Regions from separate parts of the Gossypium hirsutum genome. Here all the other regions are linked to region 1. A link is a contact called in public Hi-C data. All regions are on one chromosome and are shown on one strand. The core of a region is the stretch at or near the end of the contact, and the rest is flanking DNA. Distances in the headings are between cores, read along the strand shown.

The links. Hi-C and Micro-C count contacts between places; a contact is called where the count stands out from the background.
Region 2: a contact with region 1 is called in a Hi-C map of hypocotyl, with 5 times the contacts expected there. The contact joins the promoter of LOC121211334 here to the promoter of LOC107926744 in region 1. A contact is called at or near these places in 12 of 34 Hi-C or Micro-C datasets (callus, hypocotyl, leaf and 1 more).
Region 3: a contact with region 1 is called in a Hi-C map of leaf, with 3 times the contacts expected there. The contact joins the promoter of LOC107926769 here to the promoter of LOC107926744 in region 1. A contact is called at or near these places in 15 of 34 Hi-C or Micro-C datasets (anther, callus, cotyledon and 4 more).

What each region holds. Positions count from the first base shown.
Region 1 is chrA12:15,873,494-15,876,718 of Gossypium_hirsutum_v2.1, forward strand. It overlaps LOC107926744 (succinate dehydrogenase [ubiquinone] flavoprotein subunit, mitochondrial), which reads right to left and starts at 1,479. Exons shown (of 16, transcript XM_016857666.2): 1 at 1,128-1,479; 2 at 415-573. The coding sequence starts at 1,232.
Region 2 is chrA12:15,473,051-15,476,275 of Gossypium_hirsutum_v2.1, forward strand. LOC121211334 reads right to left here and starts at 1,790. Exons shown (of 2, transcript XR_005906650.1): 1 at 1-1,790. LOC107939028 (GATA transcription factor 18) reads right to left here. Exons shown (of 2, transcript XM_016872322.2): 1 at 3,115-3,225; 2 at 2,443-3,002. The coding sequence ends at 2,715.
Region 3 is chrA12:15,575,351-15,578,575 of Gossypium_hirsutum_v2.1, forward strand. LOC107926769 (AP-3 complex subunit sigma) reads left to right here and starts at 1,459. Exons shown (of 7, transcript XM_016857699.2): 1 at 1,459-1,641; 2 at 1,744-1,786; 3 at 1,997-2,058; 4 at 2,234-2,330; 5 at 2,914-2,999. The coding sequence starts at 1,573.

The DNA of each region.
Region 1 (3,225 bases), core at 229-2,728:
AAATGGATCATAATATGGAAAGTGTAAGAGTGGCAATTTATGATATTTGAAGAAGTTTTAAAAAATTCATATTTGAGGTAGTAAAAATTATTTTGGTGAACTTCACGTTTGTGCAGTCTCTCTTCTTCTTCTTCTTCTTCTTCTTCTTCTTTTTTTTCTTTTGAACATGTTTGTTCGGTCTTAGTTGGACAAGGAGAACATCAGTTATTGTGCAACACAGACATCTGTGATAAGAAAGGGAACAATAGCAAAGAGACAAGTACTATGTACAGAAACCACTAAACTGTAGAACCAATATGCCCATAAAATCAAGAATGATGAATCCCATTTATCTATAGCCACTGTAACACAAGCATGCCCTGAATAATAGAAACAGCATAACTCATAATCATGAACACCATATAGTCTAAAAACCTGAGCCGCAACAGTATGTGAACGAGTTGGGAAAAGCTTAGTTATGCAAGCAGTATTAAATCCATGCTCTGAAAGACCAATGGCTGCTCTCAGCCCCGCACCACCAGCACCAACCACAACTGCATCATACGTATGATCCACTATTGTATAAGGGGACCCCTGCAATGATCGCAAATGTCCATCACCAAAATACTTCTGGTTCAGTTTTTTTTTCTTTTAATAAATATATAAATTCTATAAAACATTCCCAACCAATCAGAAGAAAGAAAAAGATAATACTTAGCAAAAAATCGAAAATATATGCATTTTACATAACATCAGCTAAAGTAATCAACATGGGCAGAAAACGGAACTTATCCCATTAGAAAAAGATGTTAACTAAGATCAAGTTCCAGATGGTATTTGTTTCTACTGTATATTAGGGAAGTCAACTGAATCGAGCTAAAATTAAAGATGATTTAAGAAAATAATGCGTAGATTCTATGGATTCTTTTCCTTGGACAACTTTCTCAGCAGCCAAACAGTACAAACACTAAAACGATTCAAATTACATATAGGTAAAACTAATCAGAATCTACCCGAAAAAAACCCAGCAATCGTTGGGAAAACGAGAATATAAAAACAAAGCAGGAATTGATTTTGAAAGCAGAAAAGAAACAGAAATTAAAAGCGGAACAAAGAGCTCAAAAACCCTAGAAAAGAAAGAAGCATACAGCATGAGTGGAGAAGAAACTGGAAATGTTAGATCTAAGAGAGTTAGCGGCAACTGATCTGTTGGAATATGGAACTCGAAGGCTACGAGAAACGCAGCGCCACATCTCCGCCTACTTTGTTGGATGCTTTTTTCCCTTTTGCGAGTTGTGGATATTGGAAGGCGTGTGGTTAATTTTGTTTATGTATATATATATTTGCTGAGAATAGTTACTGCCTGGAGGAGGGAAGAGAGCAAAAATGATGGCGGCGTAGTTGGAAAGGGTATAATAGCTCATTTGACGCAGTATGCCGTTACACTTACCCTTTGTTTTTCAAGATAACTACCGTAATGCCATTTCTTTTGCATTCTATGAATTTTTTTGAGGAATTATAATTAGTTTTTAATGTATTTTTATCTTAATCTTTTTTGTTTTATTATAATTATATTTAAAAAATAAATTTTAATTATTTAATTAAATTATTGAATTCTTTTAGTAATCTTAAATTTTATATTAACGTATAAATATATTTATACAAATGTAATTAAAATATATTTATATAATATTATATATAAAAAATTATTTAAAAACAAAACAAAAACAATATATCCATGAAAAGTAAAAGTATCACGAGATCTAGCGTCAAACTATGAAACCAATTTTTATTGGGGGAGGGGAACATTTTAATTTTTGAAATATGCCAAATTTTATATCAAATTTATATATTTTTATCTCAACAGTTTTTTAATTTAGTAGCAATATAATAAATTAAGTTTGATCTAAAGTAATTTTATTTTTTTCCCACTAATTATAGAAAAATCATATGTTCTTATAATTAATTTTAAATAAATGTTATACTATAACAGTATAAGGTTATAAAAAAAAGCCATGCTCACATTAACTTTTTTTGACACATAACATTCTTCATTTGAAGCACTTATTTACAATTTGGATAAATTACTCTTTTGCTTCATGCCTTCTAATTTTTTCTAAGTTATTTTATGCCTTTTGTTTAATTCTTTTCTTTATAATTTTATATATGTTAAATATAAAGTTAATTTTAAATAAATTATCTCATTATTTTAAGATTTTACTTGATTGAATTAACCTTTAATGTTATAATATTAAAATTAATGAATATCAAATTGTTAAGCTCAGAATATAGTTAAAAAAAAGTCACATATTAATAATATTTATCAGATTAAATTTATATTTCTTTTTATAATATAATAAGATTTAATTACATTCCTTGATTAAATAGAGCAAAGAAAAATATAAAATTAAAATAAATCAAATATTGACAATTTTAACATTAAAACAAATTAATTTAACAATATATATAATAAATAACCAATAAGAATTTATTAATAATATTATTTAAATTTTAATGTATTAATATTAATATTTAAATTATGATAATTTTTTTGTATTATTTTTAAAATTGAATATTTTGTAATTATATTATGTTTTTAATTAATTAATATTTTTTGAAGAAATCTATTAAAAATTAAACAAAAATTAATATTATAAAATTATAAAATTTAATATATACAAGCTATGAGATGAAATAATATTCGCACCCTAATTTTATGATGTTAAACCATTTACGATGAAACATTTTATGTTGATAAATTATTCCTTTTATGCAAGTCGGTATCAATTACGGGTGCTCTTCATGGACTGCAAAAACTTTAATTTAAGAATGTTATTAGAAATCATTTCTCAAATTAAATTAATTAGCAAACGAATAATAAAAAACAACATTTTGCAGATGCTTTAGGATTAATGTTAAAAAATATATATGATTTAGCATAATTGTTGCTGTTAGAAAATTAAAAGTGGTTTTCAAACAAAATCAAATGTCTACACTAAAATGAATATTATTAGATCTTTTGAAATGATGATTAAGTAAATTAGTTGTATTTTAAAAATATATAAATATGCCATGAGAGTTAATTTTTAAAATTTTATATAAATTTAAAAATAAAAATTTTCCTTCTAACAATTATTTTATTTTAATAATTTTAGAATTTATTCTAAAATAATGGTTTACATTTAAAAAAAATTCTAAAACATAATTTATACCTATTATATAAATATGTAAAAATACAATTATTTA
Region 2 (3,225 bases), core at 540-3,039, 400 kb before region 1:
TTTTTAATACCTTTAAGCGGTTTAGCCACATTATTATCATTGAAGGTAACAGTTGAATGGTTTTTGGGATCCAGAAGATTCACATCTAATTGGACAGCAGATTCACAATGTCTTTCGAACATAGGATTATTTAGGATTAAATTATTTCCCTCACTCCTTGTAGATGCCGAATGCTCATCTACACTATCAATGACCTTATCCAGGCCACTAGAAAGGGCTCCATCGGTCCTTAAAAAACCAGCCTGTCCAGGCCCTTTCGCACATGGCCCATCATGCTTCTCCATCGACAGCCCACTGCCCTTGGAATCCCCCTTTAAAACTTGCGATGTACCTGTAGGCAGAAGAAAGAAATTAAAATTAAAAAAGGGAAAATTTTTAATCAGGTCCTTGTCTTTTTGGGGAAACATATCTGACTCCACAGGCCTTTTCCCCAAAGACTTAGAATTAGGGCCCCCTTCACTCTGGCCCGTCACAACATTTCCTGGCCTGGTGGAAACGAAGCCCAAAGCAGACCCAACTGAAGGCATAAAGCCTACTCTATTCCCATGGGTCACCTCTCCAACCTGACCCAAAAGACTCTTAGAACTAGCCCTACCCGAACCCCCTTTAGAAATAACCCTATCTTCACCACTACTCCTTTCACCAGCAGCACAAACAGTGCCTTCCTTCTCCAAAATTTCCCCAGCAGCTCCACTAATTTCGCCACCTAAATCAGCTTCCACATTTAAAGGCAAAAATCTAGAACCCAACGTTCCCTTTCCCAAATTTATTCCTTCGTTAAACCGAGAACCCCGTTGACCATGCTGGGATTTTCTCTCCACCAACATCCATGGCCCATAATCACTTTCCTTCCCTTACCACCTCCACCGTCATCACCACCAATAGATGCTGTCGTCGCAGCCACAGGGCTCCCCGGGCTCAGATTCACCCCCACCGATGGACACAACTCCTTTGTATGTCCATATTGTCCGCAACTAAAGCACACCGTCGGGAGGGCTCGTATTCAACCTTTTGCACAGCGCCATCAACCAAAACATGAGATATCAGATGTTTTTCAAGATTGATAAGCACAACCAATCGAGCAAACTTTCCTCTAGTTCTGTTATCCGTTTGTACATCCAGCTTGACCACTTTTCCAATTAACCCTCTAATAGCTTCAATGATGTGTTTTTTGTATAAGTAGCCCGGAAGCCCCGGTAAACGAATCCAAGCCATCACCACACTGGGGTATGGTTGTGCTGGGTTAAAAGACTTTGTCTATGGTTGTACCATAAGGTACTGACCAAAAATGATCCATGGACCCTGTATTAAGACCTTGTTATAATCAACAATGTCCTGAAACTTAACCAAGAAATACCCATTAGTAATATCCATTAGATAAAAAGTTTTCACATGTTTCCATAGATTAGTGATACGATTATGAAGCGCATTATATCCGATGTTACGCCCTAATAATTTGAGAATCACCGTCAACTCCATCTACTTAAATAGCAAGTCTTTGATTCGCTCTGAGAAGTCGATTGCAGGGATCCTATTAACTATGGACTTGTTAACATCCCCATCCATTAACTCAAAATCACTCTCATTCTTATCTAAGTTTCCTTCAAGATTTCCATCAAGAAAGGCAACACCTCCCCCCAAAAGTTTGTCTTTAAAAGACAAAATCGGCTGTTGGTCGGAATCAACTGCCATGTTGCTTATTTCTCCATCAACCGCTTCCTTGAATCTTACTTTTTTTGTATTTCGATCACCACCAGAATGAGATTCACTCTCAATACCATTGCCAGAAATCTCTGTCTCCATTCTCTGCAGATTCTTTTAAAATTTAATTTTTAAATAAACAAGTAAAGCTCTAAAAATAAAAGCAGGAAGATTAAATAAAGAGTGCAAAGATTGTGTATAATTAGACCAAATAGAAAAAATACAAAGAATTTGCGTAAGATTCGAGAGTCGCATCTAACTAAACTTCAGTTCATATAACATGAAAAAGAAAACCACTTTTGTTTTTGGTTAGTGCATAAATTGCCTCTTAAAATATACTAATAAAGTTTATTTTGTTATATGGTTTTTCTCAAAGTATTAACACTCTTAAAAAAACAACAGCCTCCTATCCTACCAATTAAAACCTGCCACTTCTCTCTCCTCACTTTTAATTATTATTATTATTTTTAAAATTTAATTTTTATGGAAAGCTTTAGTGTATCATCAAGATTTCTAAAATTATTCGTAACTCTTCTCTAATTCTTAAATAAAAAAAATATATTTTAACACATTCAAATTTATATCTTTTTGTATTAACAAAAAAGTTAATGCCAACTGAAAATAAACTTTTAAGTCTTGAACTGTTGTGTAAATTTCTTTATGTACTAATTTGAGAAAATCTGTATACTTCAGGGGCAATTTGTGCATTAAGTTTGTTTGTTTGTTTGTTTTTGGCATATATAAGGTAACACGTAGTTCTATATTACATTACATCAGGGAAATCAGTGAAAAAAACAGTGCTGAAATTAATTGAACTCTCTCAAATCTCCTAAAGTGAAAGTGAATCACTTGCAAAAGAAAAATGAAGATACGACCTACTACCATTTAAGCATCCACAGCATCGTCATCGTGAAACGTTTCAGTCATTGCTGCATGATCTTGACCGTCAATGAGGGGTGGGGTTTCTTTTCTGTTTCTTCTTCTTCTTCCTTTTTTTTCCTTCTATTTTCTTCTTATCTTGTAAGGTCATGGACATTGAGTCTCCAAGAAAGGAAGGGAATGCCAGTAGCAGAATCTCGATCAGTATCTTCAATGAACCTGAATCCATTGACAGGTGAGAAACATGGAATTTTCTGGCTTTGCGAGTGATGAACCCGTGAATTGTTCTTGTTCTGGTGGTGATGATAGCCAAGATGTTGTAATTGCTCCAACATTGAACCTGTTGCACCTGATGACTTGATTGCATTTGTTGCTCTTCTTTCTTCTTTTCTGAATCGAATTCCACAGGCATTGCAAAGTGACTGCAACTAAACAATAATTTCAAAAAAAAAAAAAACAAAACAAAAGAAAAGAAAAAAGAACCAACTATACTTGTTTACAAAGATAGAATTGTTAATTTGTGATGTCTATTACCTTTGGGCCTCTTGGACCATTCCTCCAAAGCGGTGTAGAAGTGGTGTCACAGTTAGCACATCGGCGAGCTAAGAGAGGATCATTGCCTTTCCCTGAGCTGTTACTACTGCT
Region 3 (3,225 bases), core at 209-2,708, 300 kb before region 1:
GACTGAAGACGCGTTAACATTTCTATCATCATTCGTGCCTTCATCGTCGATATCATCCGAGACCTCGTCTATATTAGGATCACCATCACAATCGACCTTGTGATCAAAAGGATCACTACTATCATATCCATCATCAACATCCGCATCAGTCTCAGGTGCAGCATTAAGATCGACGCCAAACCCGCGTACAATTGATTGACTATCAACGTATGATATCAGAACCACTATACACGGATCTTGAACTCCATGTTCTTCACGTAATGGAGTGAGATCTTCAGCTGACTCCACATCAACTAACTCAACAAATAACTGAATTGGTGCATTTTGGTGTCTCTGATTCCCACAAAAAAGTGACCATTGTCTCCACGTGTTCATCGTCTACAAGTTCTATCTCGGTGAATTTGATGAAATCTATCGAAACTGAAAACTTGTAGAAAAGTTTCGAGATCCTTCTCCCACGTCGTCTAACAATTTTTGCACTAATCATTTCCTTCATATCATCAACCTAGACATTTCTATTAAATCTCATTGCTATTTGTTGGCAACATTCAATTATACATCCAACTATTGTTGTCAAATTACTCCATTGAAATAAACACATACGAAAAATTGATTATCCATATTCAATATTAGATTTGTTAAAAAAGAAATAAAAATTCTCAATACAATTTCAAGCAAAATAATTAGTGTAATGTAAAAAATGAATTTCATATATACTAACCTTGTGAATTCTTCTTTGTCTATTTACTCTTCTTCTACAGAGTTTTTTTTACTGTATTTGAATTCTCAAATTTTTTTTCCCAAACACTGCTTAAATAATGGCCGGGAACTGATGTCGCCTACAAGATTGGCACCAGTAGTGCCGCCTACAAAATTGGCACCACTGGTGCCACTTATAACATGGGCACCACCCTTGGTGCAGCTTTTCCCATAGGCACCACCACCCAAACCTGTCCTAAACTCGTATTTAAACCTTGTATTGGAATTATATGGGAAAAAATACTTTGGTGTCGCGTATCAACAAGGTTGCACCATTAAAAAATTATTTTTTTAGTTAAAAACGATGTGCGTCAGAAAATAAGGGTGGTGCCGCCTATGCAACACTCTCTACCACCATTGATATACCATTTTTGTAAATAACTAAGTTGGTATACCATTTTCAAATTTTTTAATTTTTTAATATTTTTAAATAAAAAAGTCCAATTAAAAATTTAAATTAATTTAAATTATTTTTCAAAAAATCAAATCTTAAAAATTCTTTTTCATTTTCATTTTCATTTTCTTATAGTGAAAAACAATTTTCCTTATTTTTTAGAAAATATAAAATTTAGGGAATAAAATATCATCATATTAATTAAAATGGGGTCGCCTCTAATTACGGACGGGATAAGAAAATAAATTCAAAAATGTCAGTCACCAAATTATAATTATTTTTAATTAAATAATCAAAACTAAAATCTACCCATAATTGAGTGACTACCTTTTCCCTTCCGTTTACATTATATACTCAGATGCGAACATATTTAACGAATCCAGATTACTGTTTGGTTAGAGTGAGCGAAAGGAGCGAAGATGATAAAAGCTGTCATGGTGATGAACACTCAAGGCAAGTCACGACTGGCAAAATTTTATGAGTATCTGGTAAGTTTCTCTCCACTTTTCATTTTCGAAGTCCGCAATCTTGCATACCGATTCAAATTCCTTCTCAATAATCGACGTGGCCCCGGATTTGGTTGAAATCAGTCAGTGGAGAAGCAGCAGGAGCTTATTCGCGGCGTCTTTTCAGGTTCCTTTCTCTCGATTTGTTCTTAGTTTAGCTTGCGATTGGTTTGAATTGCCCTCTCTGGATCGCTTGAAACTCGTTTTCATTTTTTTTTGTGATCTTGTTTGGTATTCCATCTAATCGATCATGCTTGAATTCCTACTTATAGATATCTTTTTTTATGTCGTTTTCTTTTGTTTTCCCTTCAGTTTTGATTTTGATTTTTTTTAACAGTCTTATGCAGTAGAGCTGAGAACGTAAGCAATTTCATAGATGCGGAATCAATTTTTGGTCTGGTAATTTCTTTTATTTTCCTAACTTTCTCTCGTTCTTGTAAGAGTTGTTTCCAATTGATTTTCACTTATGTTCTCGTGATTTGAACTTTTATTTGAGCCTTGTTAATAACTTCCAGAGCTTTATTACGACTCTGCTTTAGAACTTTATTAATTGTTACATAATTCTCACTTGCAGGATAGTCGTCTTGTATACAAGCATTTTGCTACACTTTACTTTGTCTTTGTATTTGATAGTTCTGAAAACGAGCTAGCCGTGCTTGACTTGATACAAGGTATCTTTCCATTTTTTTTCTTTTAGGGCTTACCTTTCAAACCAGGATTTCTATTTACTCAATATTTGGAGATTTCTGAATACTTAAATCTTGTATTATGGATAAGAAAACCTTTTCTGCAAAGCTGACTAGATCCGCTTTTATGGTCTTTGTGATTATTTATGGTTGAGTTCATTTCGGATACACCTTTTATGAAATAGATTTTACTTTTTGAGCATTTAGCGAAAACTGGAAAATAAAATTGATTTTCAGGTGTGCTGGAATCAGTGATCACTGTTGTTTTGCCTCCCAAGTCCCAACTTAGTTAAGTTTACCTCAGGTTTCTTTTAAGTGGAAAGCTCGATAGCATCAGTATGCTTTCTAGATGCTACCTGTATATAACCATCTTTTTTGCATGAATGATGTTTGTGATTATTGTTATTAAGCTACAAGATTTAATGGATGCTTAGCCCTAAAATTGCATGTTCTCTGATGACAATAATTTATCAGGTTTGTCATGCTTTTCCTTTAAAAACTAGACAGCTGGGTATCATAATAATTGCTGATTTTTCTTTCAAATATTAGATCATTTTACTTACTTTAGATGTGCTGCCTTCAGTTTTTGTGGAAACGTTGGACAAATGCTTCCAGAATGTTTGCGAGCTTGACATCGTGTTCAATTACAGCAAGGTTGTCTCATCACTAATATCTGCATCTATTTAGTTTTCTTCTTTCAAGTGCTAGAGGATGGAATGGGTAATCATATAGGAAATGGTGTTCTCAGAAAACATTTATGGGGTATGGTTCAGGTTCCAAATATTAGTTTATGATAGGTAAATCCTTTTTTTTTATTTGCCGCGGGGGGGGGGGGTTCCTTGACATTGATTTTTGCAACTTTAGAAGTTAACTTCGCCTG